Regions from separate parts of the Sus scrofa genome. Here region 1 is linked to region 2. A link is a contact called in public promoter capture Hi-C data. All regions are on one chromosome and are shown on one strand. Each heading gives the region's core, a stretch centred on a gene start, on an enhancer-like site or on the middle of the called end of the contact. The rest is flanking DNA. Distances are from core to core; before and after follow the strand shown.

Region 1 (5,340 bases), core at 1,519-4,018, 51 kb after region 2:
TAATATCTTTGTCCCTTACTTTCCTTATATTCATAAACAGAGATAATAGCTCCTCTGTCTTTTTCACAGGATTTTTATGAGAGTAGAAATAAGTTGATGTATGTGAAAAACATTTATAATTTCAAGGAATATGCAAATGCTAGCTTGTCACCAGAGGAAGTTCTTTTTTATTTCTCAAATATATTAAAATTCAGAGTTCCCATTGTGGCTCAGCAGGTTAACAACCTGACACAGTGTCCCTGAAGATGTGGATCCACTTCCTGGCCTTGCTCAGTGGGTTAAGGATCTGGCATTGCTGCAAGGTGTGGTGTGGTTCTCAGATGCGGCTCAGATCTAGCGTTGCTGTGGCTGTGGTGTAGACTCCAGTTGCAGCTCTGATTTGACCCCCAGCCAAGTGTAGCCCTAAAATGGAAAAAACAATTAAAATTCACAGTAAACTATAACAAAAAGCTAACTTTCATATGCACCAAGTGTAGCCCTAAAATGGAAAAAACAATTAAAATTCACAGTAAACTATAACAAAAAGCTAATTTAGGGAATTTAAAAATCCCTAAGTAGATAGATTAATTTACTAACAGAAATAGGAACATGCCTATAGGATCTGCTTGAAAAATCATAATTATTTTCACACAAATGAACTACTTAGATTTAAATGTCAAGCATGTCTCCACAGAATCTGCAGGCTATGTAATTTATTAATCAAGTCAAGCCCTCCTTTTGTTATTTAATCTCCAGAGAGACCAGTATGATCCTTTCTCTTCTTTACTTAGGTATGGAAGAAATAGAAGTCATGCCTTTCATGAATATTTGCTGCTGTCATCAATGTAGTAATGTTGTGGTCAGGCTGGATTGGCTCTTAGGTTTGGAATTTTTTTACCTGGGCCGGGTTTGACTTTTAATTTTGGAGTCTTGTTCAACTTATCTGCAAGTTGTCTTTGCCATAGAGAAAAAGATTCATGTACAGAGGAAGTTATAATATATCCTAAAACCCTTTGTAATTTACAGTAAGAAATACTGTAAACTTACCTTCGTAATTACGCTAATGCACTGCCTTTGCTTTATAGCTCCTAAAGCCTTTTGAATTCATTTATTTCATTTTGGAACCTCATGCCTTAGGACTTTTGAACAGAATGATCTAATTTATTACTAAACTTTTTTTCCCTCTATTTATCAGGTAGAAAATACCAAAAAGTGCAAGAGACCATATCTTAGTTGCCAAAAATAACACACTAGTAACTGCCTTTCACATTTCCTTCCTTTCCTATGCATATGTACATAATTGAGATCATATTGTACATGCCATTTAAATGCCAAAGTTTCCATTTTTTCTTGGTTAAGATGGCAATCTATGACTTTTATAAAACCTTTGGAAAAGTTAAGGAAAACAGAAGTTCAAAGCAGAAAATGAAAGCCACATATAATTCGCTACTGTAATTAACCATTGTGAACATTTTGGTGTATTTCCTTCCAGTGTTTCATCTCTTTTTATTTATTTTTTGGCTGGGCCTGCAGCATGCATAAGTTCTGGAGCCAGGGGTCCCACCCGAGCCACAGCAGTGACCATGCCTAATCCTTAACCGCTAGGCCAACAGGGAACCCCTACTCCTTTTTATTTTTATTGTTTTCTAAACGTAATGGGATCACTCTAAAGTAGGAGTGCTTGGGGAGAGAGACACTGGCTGGGCTGGGAATCAGTCAGCCTCCACTCTAGTCCAGCAGACTGGAAGCTGCAGATCAGCACTCCTCTTTCTGGACAGGGGTAGCAAGTGTGAATATTTTCCTTTAAAGCTCACTGGTGTCCATTTTCTAAGCTGATTTGCGCATTCTTCTTTTTCCCCGACATCCTAAGGCCACAGACACCTGCCCATATTTCAACAAGTTATCTTTGATGCCTTCTGGAAGCCCATTCACTTCTGCTTATTGGGAAGTCTCCTGCCATTTCACCTTCTGCGATGACAGAGAAGGTGGTAGGAGGCCGCGAGTTCGAAACTTCAAAGGGAACTGCAAACCTGAACAGCAGAGTCAGAGCTCTCGCCAGCAGCAGGGCCTCCGGGGCTCCACTAGGACACTCTGTGTGTCTCCGTGGAAGGGTTGAGACCAGAGATGGCCTTTGTGGCTAAGTCCTAGCTCCTGGGGCGGCGGTAGGTCGAGGAGAGGCCAGTCCATCCGCGTTGCTCCTGAGGTATCATCAGAGCACACTTCCACGTGGCTCTGAGTCCTCATATCCTGCTGTTCTCGGGAGGTGTTTTCTCGTCGAGAGAGAGCTTTTGGGCCAGACGCTCGCTCTCCGCCTCTCAGCAGATCCAAGCAGGCCTCAGTTACAGAAAATCAAGGGACCGACCCTCTCCTCCTCCCTTTGCGAGCGTGGAGAAGTGCGTCCCTTCTCGCTTGCCTTATGCCTGGTGAGGCGGGGACCGCACTACCGTGCCGCCAGCCGGAGGGGGGGACGCTCACGTGCGGCCCTCTGCTTTCCAGCCGGTAGCAGTTGCTCCAGCGAAACCGCCGTTCAGACCGCCATGGTCAATATTATATTGTCCGGAGAGTTCGCACAGGAGGCAGAAACGACCATGCGTTCGAGCTCGGCCTCAAACGCGCCCCTTTCCGCCACCCCCCTCTCCCTTTGCCTGGACCGTCCGCAGCTGCTAGCGCGCCAGCAGCTGCCGAGCTGCCTCTGCTTTTGACAGCTCCACTAGAGCACCTCCGGGCCTTGAGTCTGGCTCAAGGGGCGGGACGGGGCGAGGCGGGGCGGGGCAAGCGCGCGCTGGGCGGGGCGAGCGCGAGCCGGAGCGCGAGGAGGGTGCGCGCGAGCTGAGCCGAGCTGAGCGGAGAGAAGCTGGGAGGTGCTGGGGAGAGGCAGGCAGAGCCCCGCCGGCCGCCTGCGGCTCCGCGCCGATCGTGCTGCGTCCCCGGGCTCCGCGTAACCCCACTTCTGCCCAGGCTCTAGCAAAACTTTTATTCTCTGGGGCTCCCCGGGGTGTGTGAAGGACTCGGAGCGATCGGCCCGCTCTGCGCTCCCCTGCAGCGGCGACCGAGGGGACGTGCATCCCTCGCCTGCTAGGCTCTCGCGTCCCGCACTTCCTCACCTGCCGATCGCTCCGCGGAGCGGTGAGGGCACCCGAGGAGGGGCCACGCGGGCGCCAGCACCCCAGAACTCCCCCGCCCACCGCGGCAGATCCGCTCGGCTCAACTTTAACTTGATCCTTCTCGTCCAGCCTCGGCACCCGCGACTGCTGCTGCCACCGCCGGCGTCTTGGCCGCCGCCGCCTCACAAAGGGAGGCGGCGCGGGCGGCGGGCACAGGCGCGGGTGCGCTGGGCACGAGCCTCCGGGCAGCCGAGGCCGGGAGACAAAAGGGAAACTGCCTTGTTCGCCTTGCCGGCTCCGAGCTGCCTGCTTATCTGCCTCCTGCTCCCCCCACCCCACTTTGCTACTGCTCCGCCTCCCTCCCCTCAGGCTGTCCCCGCAGTGCTCCGGGACCCAGCGAGCCTTCGGGGCGTGCGTCGCTGCTGGTGGTTGGGGCTCTAGCGATAATAAATGATAGAGGATACAATGACTTTGCTGTCTCTACTGGGTCGCATCATGCGCTACTTCTTGCTGAGACCCGAGACGCTCTTCCTGCTGTGCATCAGCTTGGCGCTGTGGAGTTACTTCTTCCACACGGACGAGGTGAAGACCATCGTCAAGTCCAGCCGGGACGCCGTGAAGATGGTGAAGGGCAAGGTGGCAGAAATCATGCAGAATGACCGACTGGGGGGACTCGACGTGCTGGAGGCCGAATTTTCCAAGACCTGGGAGTTCAAGAGCCATAACGTGGCTGTATATTCCATCCAGGGCAGGAGAGACCACATGGAGGACCGCTTCGAAGTTCTTACGGACCTAGCCAACAAGACGCACCCGTCCATCTTCGGGATCTTCGACGGTCACGGGGGCGAGGTAGGAGTTCTCTGAGGATTTGAATGTGTGTGCGTGTGTGTGTGCGTGTGTAGACAACAGGAGAGTTGTGTGCACAGCGGGGTAGGACCTGAGTGCGAGGGGTGTGGTAATGACCTGGTGGCAGGCTGGACAAAGCCACTAGTTCCGAATGTGGCGAAGTTGCCAAAAATACTGCTTGACCCAGACTTTTTGTACTGAGGGTCATTCATAACCCATTTCTTGCCTCATAATTTATGAGGTTTCCCAAGGCCGGAACCCCGCAAATGACTGTGCTAGTTTTGCTGGGAGAGTTGATGGTTTCTACAGTAAACTTTGGCCCTGGGCCTCAGCGCCCCTGTTGTGGGCGCTGAGGCCGAGCTAGGCACAAAGCAGGAAGAAAGTATCTTCGTTTCTCATCAGGGAAAAGGCAAAATCTGCAAAGCCGAGTCAGCGAGGGTTCAGTGAGGATGAAGGAAGCCGTGACTCCTTCCCATCGCTTTGGCTCTGAGGAGGAATCCAAGGAGCAGCTCTGCGCGTCTTCCCAATTCCATTAACTTTTTTGACAGCAGAGCTTCACTGGCTGCCTGCCTTTAGCCGATCGAGGTGCGGGACCAAGATGCCTCTGGCCTTTGCAGAGGTGGCAGTGCCCGCAGAGGCAGCGGTGCCCAGATCTCGCCCCGCGACCTGCCCAGCGTGGGACGCAGATATCTCCCTGCTTTAAATTCCTTTGTTTGACGTTCATGTGGGAGCAAGAGCTGATGTTAGAGGCCGGTTCAGGTCCCTCTCCTACATTTCTGCGGCACTCTGATTGCTCTCCCGGGCTCAGATTTCCTGGAGGTCGGGGCGAAAATTGACTTTGGTCCTTGGGCATCGGCGCAGGATAAGTGAGTGGCAAATGTGGCTCCAGCACTGTGTTCCAAAGAGCATTAAGCCGGCCACCCCATCTCTAAATTTGACAGTTTGGAAGAGTTTCATTGTTGCATTTACCGCCCCCCCCCCCATACTTAATTGCTCATATCCTGGCTTTCCCCTTTGCCACCCCTTCTTCTTCATTCTACCCCCACCCGCCTGGCCGGGCACCAACCATACTCCCATCCAACTTTCCCCCAGTTCTCTATTTGGAGCCTCTGGTCTCTGGGTGGGCTGTAGGGGAGGTCATTCTCTTTGAAGCTTGTTCTTTGGCCTTTGTTTTGGGTGAAAACAATTGGTTATTTTAACTGCATTTTCTCTTTGATACAAAGTCACATCATCCACCACTCTGCTAGTCTTTCCAACATACTCTACCTACCTGCCTGGTAGAACCAACTCTGCTAGGAATGACAAACTTAGTTGGAAAATTTATTTCATAGAGCTGAAATCAGTTTTTCTTATTTTCCATCCACCCTAGCCCTTTCTGTGTTGTGTGTTTCAAAATGAAGTTTTCTCACTG
Region 2 (5,764 bases), core at 2,221-4,720:
TGCCCCTCTAAGGAAACCTCTACCTTTACGCTCCACCCTTTCAAAATTTAGCTTATTCTTTTCTTGAGTCCTTTTTCCTAACCTAACCTCTGAGTGCCTCTCTCTAAACTATGTTTCTGTGTAATAGCCCTGTTTTAGCCTTGTTCTTCACTCCTTTTCTTTGCATGTGTTCAAATAGATGCGAACATGGGGAGGTGGTGATATCAGGCATTCAAATTTATTTAAGCTGGTCTCTATGTTTTTATGAATTCCTTCTTCATTTATGCTTCCATTCATATTTCATGTGGGTATTCATTTGCTTAGTTATTATACACTTATTCCTGCATGCAATATTAATATATTCTACATGTCTGCATTTAGTTCTTACACACTCATCCTAGCACTCATTCATTCATTCATGCCTTTATTCATTCAATTATTGCATTCAGTTATTCATTTACATAGAATTTATATACTCAACCATTTATTAATTAACGTCCTGTATATCAGCCAGGGAAGCAGGAAACCAATAGCCCACTCAAATTAGGATGATTTTAAGGGATTATTTATAAAGGTGTGGGCAGAGTGTAAGAAAACCACAAGGATTAGTTCAGCACTCTGTAGCTAGCAACAGCTGGACCCTGGTACCATCTCAGGGTCTGAAAGGACAGATGGGGAGACTTTACCGTTGAATTCCTGCCTGGATGGAAGAGAATCTTGACATGTATACCATGATTGAATTCTCCTTCCTTTGGCAGATCTCTTGCCAATGCCTGCTCTCCACCAGTATTCTCTGACCAGAACTGAAAGTCAGTGTGGGAGAGAGGGGATACAGTCAGTCCGCACTGGTCAATCTTCCAGGGACAAAACGGGATGAAGGTGGGTGAAAGGTGTATCTGGAGAGGCAAAGGAAAGGTATTCCATATACTCTCTGAGGTTCTGAGGCTGGTCAGCATTTCATCTTTCCTCTTCTCCTTTCTTTTCTTTCTTTTTTTTCCTTAAGTGTGTAAGGTCAAAGGGAAGGAATGGCTCTCTCCCACCCCCACCCCCCTTTATTTTTTTTTGGCTGCCCTGCAGCATATGGAGTTCCCTGGCCAGGGATCAGATCCGAGCCACAGTTCTGACCTACAGGGCAATTGTGGCAGCCTGGGATACTTAACCCACTGTGGCCAGGGATCAACCTGTGTCCCAGCATTCCAGTGATGCCATTGATCCCATTGTGCCACAGCCACAACTGCCTCTTCTTTTTTCTTATTACTGGGAAAGAATGAGAGGATTGGGGAAAAAAAAAATTCTAGGAAATTACTTCCATAACACAAAGCATCATAGAATAGAGTCAGCCTGGCTATCCACAAACCACTGGACTATGCTCTTTGGGAAGGTCTCTTGGGTTCCTCCACTACCCGCATCCAAGAAGGGTACTCTCTCCTGGGACAATATTTAATAATATATTGTGTCAGGACAACTTCGTTCTGCATACTGCATACCTTGAGGACGCAGCTGTGTCTTACTTGTCTGTTATTTCTAGAGATCAGCCAAGGCCTGGCATAGAGTAAATGTTGAAGAAAAGGGTGGATGTTTGAATCAGAGGGTGCTGAAGAGTATAGGGAGATAACAGTATCTTGAATTTCTTTCACTCTCCCACAAGGTGGCAGCAATTACCATGGTCCAATTTTCTTGCACCCGGGACTCGGGCGCACATGTTCTTGTGAATAGAATCAAGTTTATTTTTAAAATCACTATATCAAGGATAGAATAATACACTGATGGTAAGGAAGAGGAAAAAAATAAATATCTACTTTTCGCTGATTTTATTAGATATGGCACTAAATTTTACTTTAAAAAGCATTTGGAAAACATGTTACTAAATTCTGAAACAAAGAAAATTTGTTTTCTGTGCAAATGTTAAACAAATGAATTATCCTGCCCATATAGCACCTGGCTATGTAATTCATTCACTTAAAATCACTCCCCCAGCCTCTGTCCCTACACCTGGCCCTGTTTCTTGTCCTCAAAGTTTAAAAAAAAAAAAAAAAGGTTCTCAGTAGCTGGCTTCTTTCCCTGACTTCTCTCCAGCCACTTTAATCTGTGCAAAAACTTTATCTTATGCTTCTCTTTTTTCTTTTTTCTTCCATTTTGGCTGCCCTACGCCATATGGAGTTCCTGGACCAGGGATCAGATCCTAGCCACAGTTTCGGCAACAGCTCTGGGCCTGGGGATTGAACCCAAGTCCCAGAGCTCCAAGATGCTACCACTGATCCATTGCACCACAGCAGGCGCTCCTACCTTGTGCTTCTTATATTGGCCTGTGGATGCCTGAATTCATCACTATTTCAAGTCATTAACTTTTGAAAAAGAGCATCATTTTTAGAAAACTGTTACTAGGTGTCTTTTGTTTGTTTGTTTTGTTTTGTTTTTTGGCCATCCTGAGGTATGCATAAGTACCTGGACCAGGGATCAAACCTGTGCCATAGCAGTGACAACATTGGATCCTTTACCTACCAGGCCACCAGGGAAATCCCTGAGTAATTGTTCTTTACAAGCTCAGGGAAAGATGTCCCAGGGAGGTTAAGGGTAACTTACCTAGTTTTTTTGAAAGTACTTACAATTTCTGAGTGTCTCAGAAACCAAGAATATTGTTGTCCCTGAATGTTTTTTGTTTCGTTTTGTTTTTTACTTACAGAAAACTTGCTTGGATTTTACTACTTTTGCACTGCAGCAAAGACTGCCAAGACTTGTCTTCAAATTTGTCAACAATTCTGGATTTAGCATAAATTTTTCCCTGTAGCATAAATAAACTACATGCAAGAGATTAAGAAAAAGAATGCTAAATAAAAGCAGACTTTTTATAATTAAGGGGCCCCCATGAAAAACCAATAAGAAGCCATGGGGGTGGGTTGCTGGGTCATGTGTGAATTCCTGAGGCAGGAAAGAGGAGGCCAAGAGCAATCTCCAAGCAGAAGGAAAGGGTAATACCTTTAAAGGTTTCAGCTTCTCAGTAAAGTTTAAGGATTTATAGGAGTTCCCATTGTGGTTCAGTGGGTTATGAACCTGGCTAATATCTGTGAGGATTCAGGTTCCATTCCTGGCCTCACTCAATGGGTTAAATCTAGCGTTGCCACAAGCAGCAGTGCAGGTCACAGATGTGGCTGAGATCCAAAGTTGCTGTTGCTGTGTTATGGCTATGGTGTAGGCCAGCAGTTGTGGCTCTGATTCTGATTCAGCCCCTAGCCTGGGAACTTCCATATGCTATAGGTGTGGCCCTAAAAAGAAAAAGAAAACAAAAAACAATAAAACAATAATGATAATAAAACAAAAGCAACTTACAAAATTCTCAGTTAAGGTGTCTGCCTTAGTAACAGACAAGAATAAGATAAGGAGGTAGAAAGAGAATAAAGAATGAAGCACATACAAAGTTACATTGGTGTACACTGGTCCCTGACAGTGGAGACAGTCCCTAAGAGAGTGCTTCTCCCGTTCAGGCTTTTCTCAGTTCCTAACCGAGAGCTCACACTCATTCAATACCATGTCCCAGGAACCTATTAATCTTTTCCGTATTCTATCATTTAAGCTTTAAAATAGTTCTATGTCAAAGTACAATTTTCAAGTTAAAAACATAATTTCATACAGAAATATAATGAATGTATGCCAAAAATACATTTAACTCAATAATAAATGAGGGAACTAGTAAAATATCAAAGTTGGTTTCCAAGAGCATTTCAAGAAGAAGAGTTACATACCAGGAAAGGAACTTTTTAAAGGCTGTTATTGTCTAAAGGCAATAAAATGATAACCTTTGGAATAATTTTTGTTACTTGACAGAAACCTACAAATTAATATGTAACTTCATAATTTGGAGGCTCTAACAAAATAGCAAATTGGAAAGTAAAACAAAGGTACATGCTAGGGATCAAACAACCCTTGGACAGGCCTGATTAAATAATAACCCAGCATGACATTGAAAAGAGATGAAGTCATCCTTTTTATTTCTTATAATTTCTTCTTTAACCTCTAGCCTTTTCCTCTCTAGGCTGAAAGTTCAATGGAGTCAGGAGCTGGTGTGTCTGGTCTTTCTCACCCTCATGAAAATCATGCAAGCATATAATGTGCAGGGTCAGGCACTAACTATGCAGTTAAGAAATGTTTGGCTGAATCAAATTGAGTTTTCAAAAAGGGTAGAAACTTGCATAAAATAAAATAGTAGGTGAGTGGTAGATTTCCTGAGATTTCTTATACCATCCCAGGAGGGAGGTGTATTCATTTCCTGGGACTAGTGTAACAAATGATCACAAGGTTTCACCTTAAAAAACAGACATTTATTCTCTCACAGCTCCGGAGACTGGAAGACTGAAATCAAGGGGTTGGCAGGCACATGCCTCCTCTGAAGGCTCTAGAGAAGAATGCTTCCTAGAATTCCCCTAGAATGCTTCCTAGCTCCTGGGGGTTGCCACCATTGATGGAGTTCTCATCTTTTAGTTGCATCATTCCAATTTTGGGCTTTCTTCACTTGATTGTTTTCCCTCCAGGTGTGTGTGTATCTCTGTGTCTCTTCTCATTAGGATACCAGTGATTGCATTAGGGCCCTCCATAATCTAGAAGGCTCTCATTTTACTTTATATCTTAGTTAAGTCTGCAAAGACTCTATTCCCAAATAAGACCACATTCACAGTGTCATGGGCTAGGACTTGAACATATCTTTATGCGGGACAGGATTCAACTCATTACAGGAGGCCTTGGAGTCAGGAGATCTTGGGTTTGAATTCCTTAAACCCATTTAGTCAGGTGAGCATCTCTTGGCAGTGTCATAGGCTTTCTGCTTTCCCAAGTGCTGCAGAAAAATCCTGTTTTTAGCCAGGTGGAAGTTCAAGAGCCAGGCACTTCTCTTGACTATTTTGCATCAAGTCATCTTGATTTTGTATCTCTAGTTCTAATAATAAATTTCTTTCATGTTCTCTGAAAGAAAGTCCTTGCCTTTTATTCATGTTCTAATAAGTGGGTCCTTATCCTGACCCTGCCATGTCTGAGTTTTGATACTGGCCCAAGAGACCAGTTCTTTGGGGACGCTGTCCATGCCATGCTCTTTCCTGGTATTGACACCAGCACTAGCTGAGTTATTAGAGAGCAGGGAGGGAGCAGATGCTCTACTCTGATTGGATGAGAGGAAAGAGTCTGGAGTTGGCCTCTTCCTGCTTGCCATTGGCCTGACACTCAAGAGGGGTCCTCAACAAATTTCTAATCTGGGTGGATGTCAGTGGCATCCCATCAAGGTGCCTGTGTGAGAGAGGCCTTGCAGCGTGTGCAGATAGTAGCAATTCTGAGCATTTGGTGGCTGTAGAGAGCAGTAATATTTAAGTTTTTAGTTTAAAAAAAAATCTTTCCAGGAGTTCCTGTCATGGCTCAGTGGTTAAGGAATCCAACTAGGAACCATGAGGATTCGGGTTCCATCCCTGGCCTCGCTCAGTGGGTTAAGGATCCGGCGTTGCCGTGAGCTGTGGTGTAGGTCGCAGTTGTGGCTCGGATCCCATATTGCTGTGGCTCTGGTGTAGGCCGGCGGCTAGAGCTCTGATTAGACCCCTAGCCTGGGAACCTCCATATGCTGCGGGAGCGGCCCTAGAAAAGGCAAAAAGACAAAACAACAACAACAACAACAACAAAAACTTTCCAAATTAGTTTTTTTCTTCCCTTTTTATTTCTATTAAAATGTGGTTAATTTACGATGTTCTGCGTATTTCTGCTGTACGGCAAAATGACTCAGTTGTGTCTATATATACATACACACATTCTT

Evidence for each region. Promoter capture Hi-C pulls out the DNA fragments that hold promoters and counts their contacts.
Region 1: a contact with region 2 is called in a promoter capture Hi-C map of liver, with 4 times the contacts expected there. The contact joins the promoter of PPM1L here to the enhancer-like site in region 2. A contact is called at or near these places in 1 of 5 promoter capture datasets (liver), 5 of 47 Hi-C or Micro-C datasets (embryonic fibroblasts, epiblast stem cells, liver and 1 more) and 1 of 2 datasets of contacts at active chromatin or transcription factors (skeletal muscle).

What each region holds. Positions count from the first base shown.
Region 1 is chr13:100,439,677-100,445,016 of Sscrofa11.1, forward strand. PPM1L (protein phosphatase 1L) reads left to right here and starts at 2,769. Exons shown (of 4, transcript XM_021069737.1): 1 at 2,769-3,932. The coding sequence starts at 3,534.
Region 2 is chr13:100,387,756-100,393,519 of Sscrofa11.1, forward strand. No RefSeq gene overlaps it. Among named protein-coding and RNA genes, the nearest start is that of ARL14, 43 kb to the left of the region's middle. Within about 2 kb of position 3,471, at least 6 of the 83 cell types and tissues checked have an H3K27ac peak or open chromatin away from gene starts, as enhancers often do. A contact at or near this core is called in liver, where this site is marked.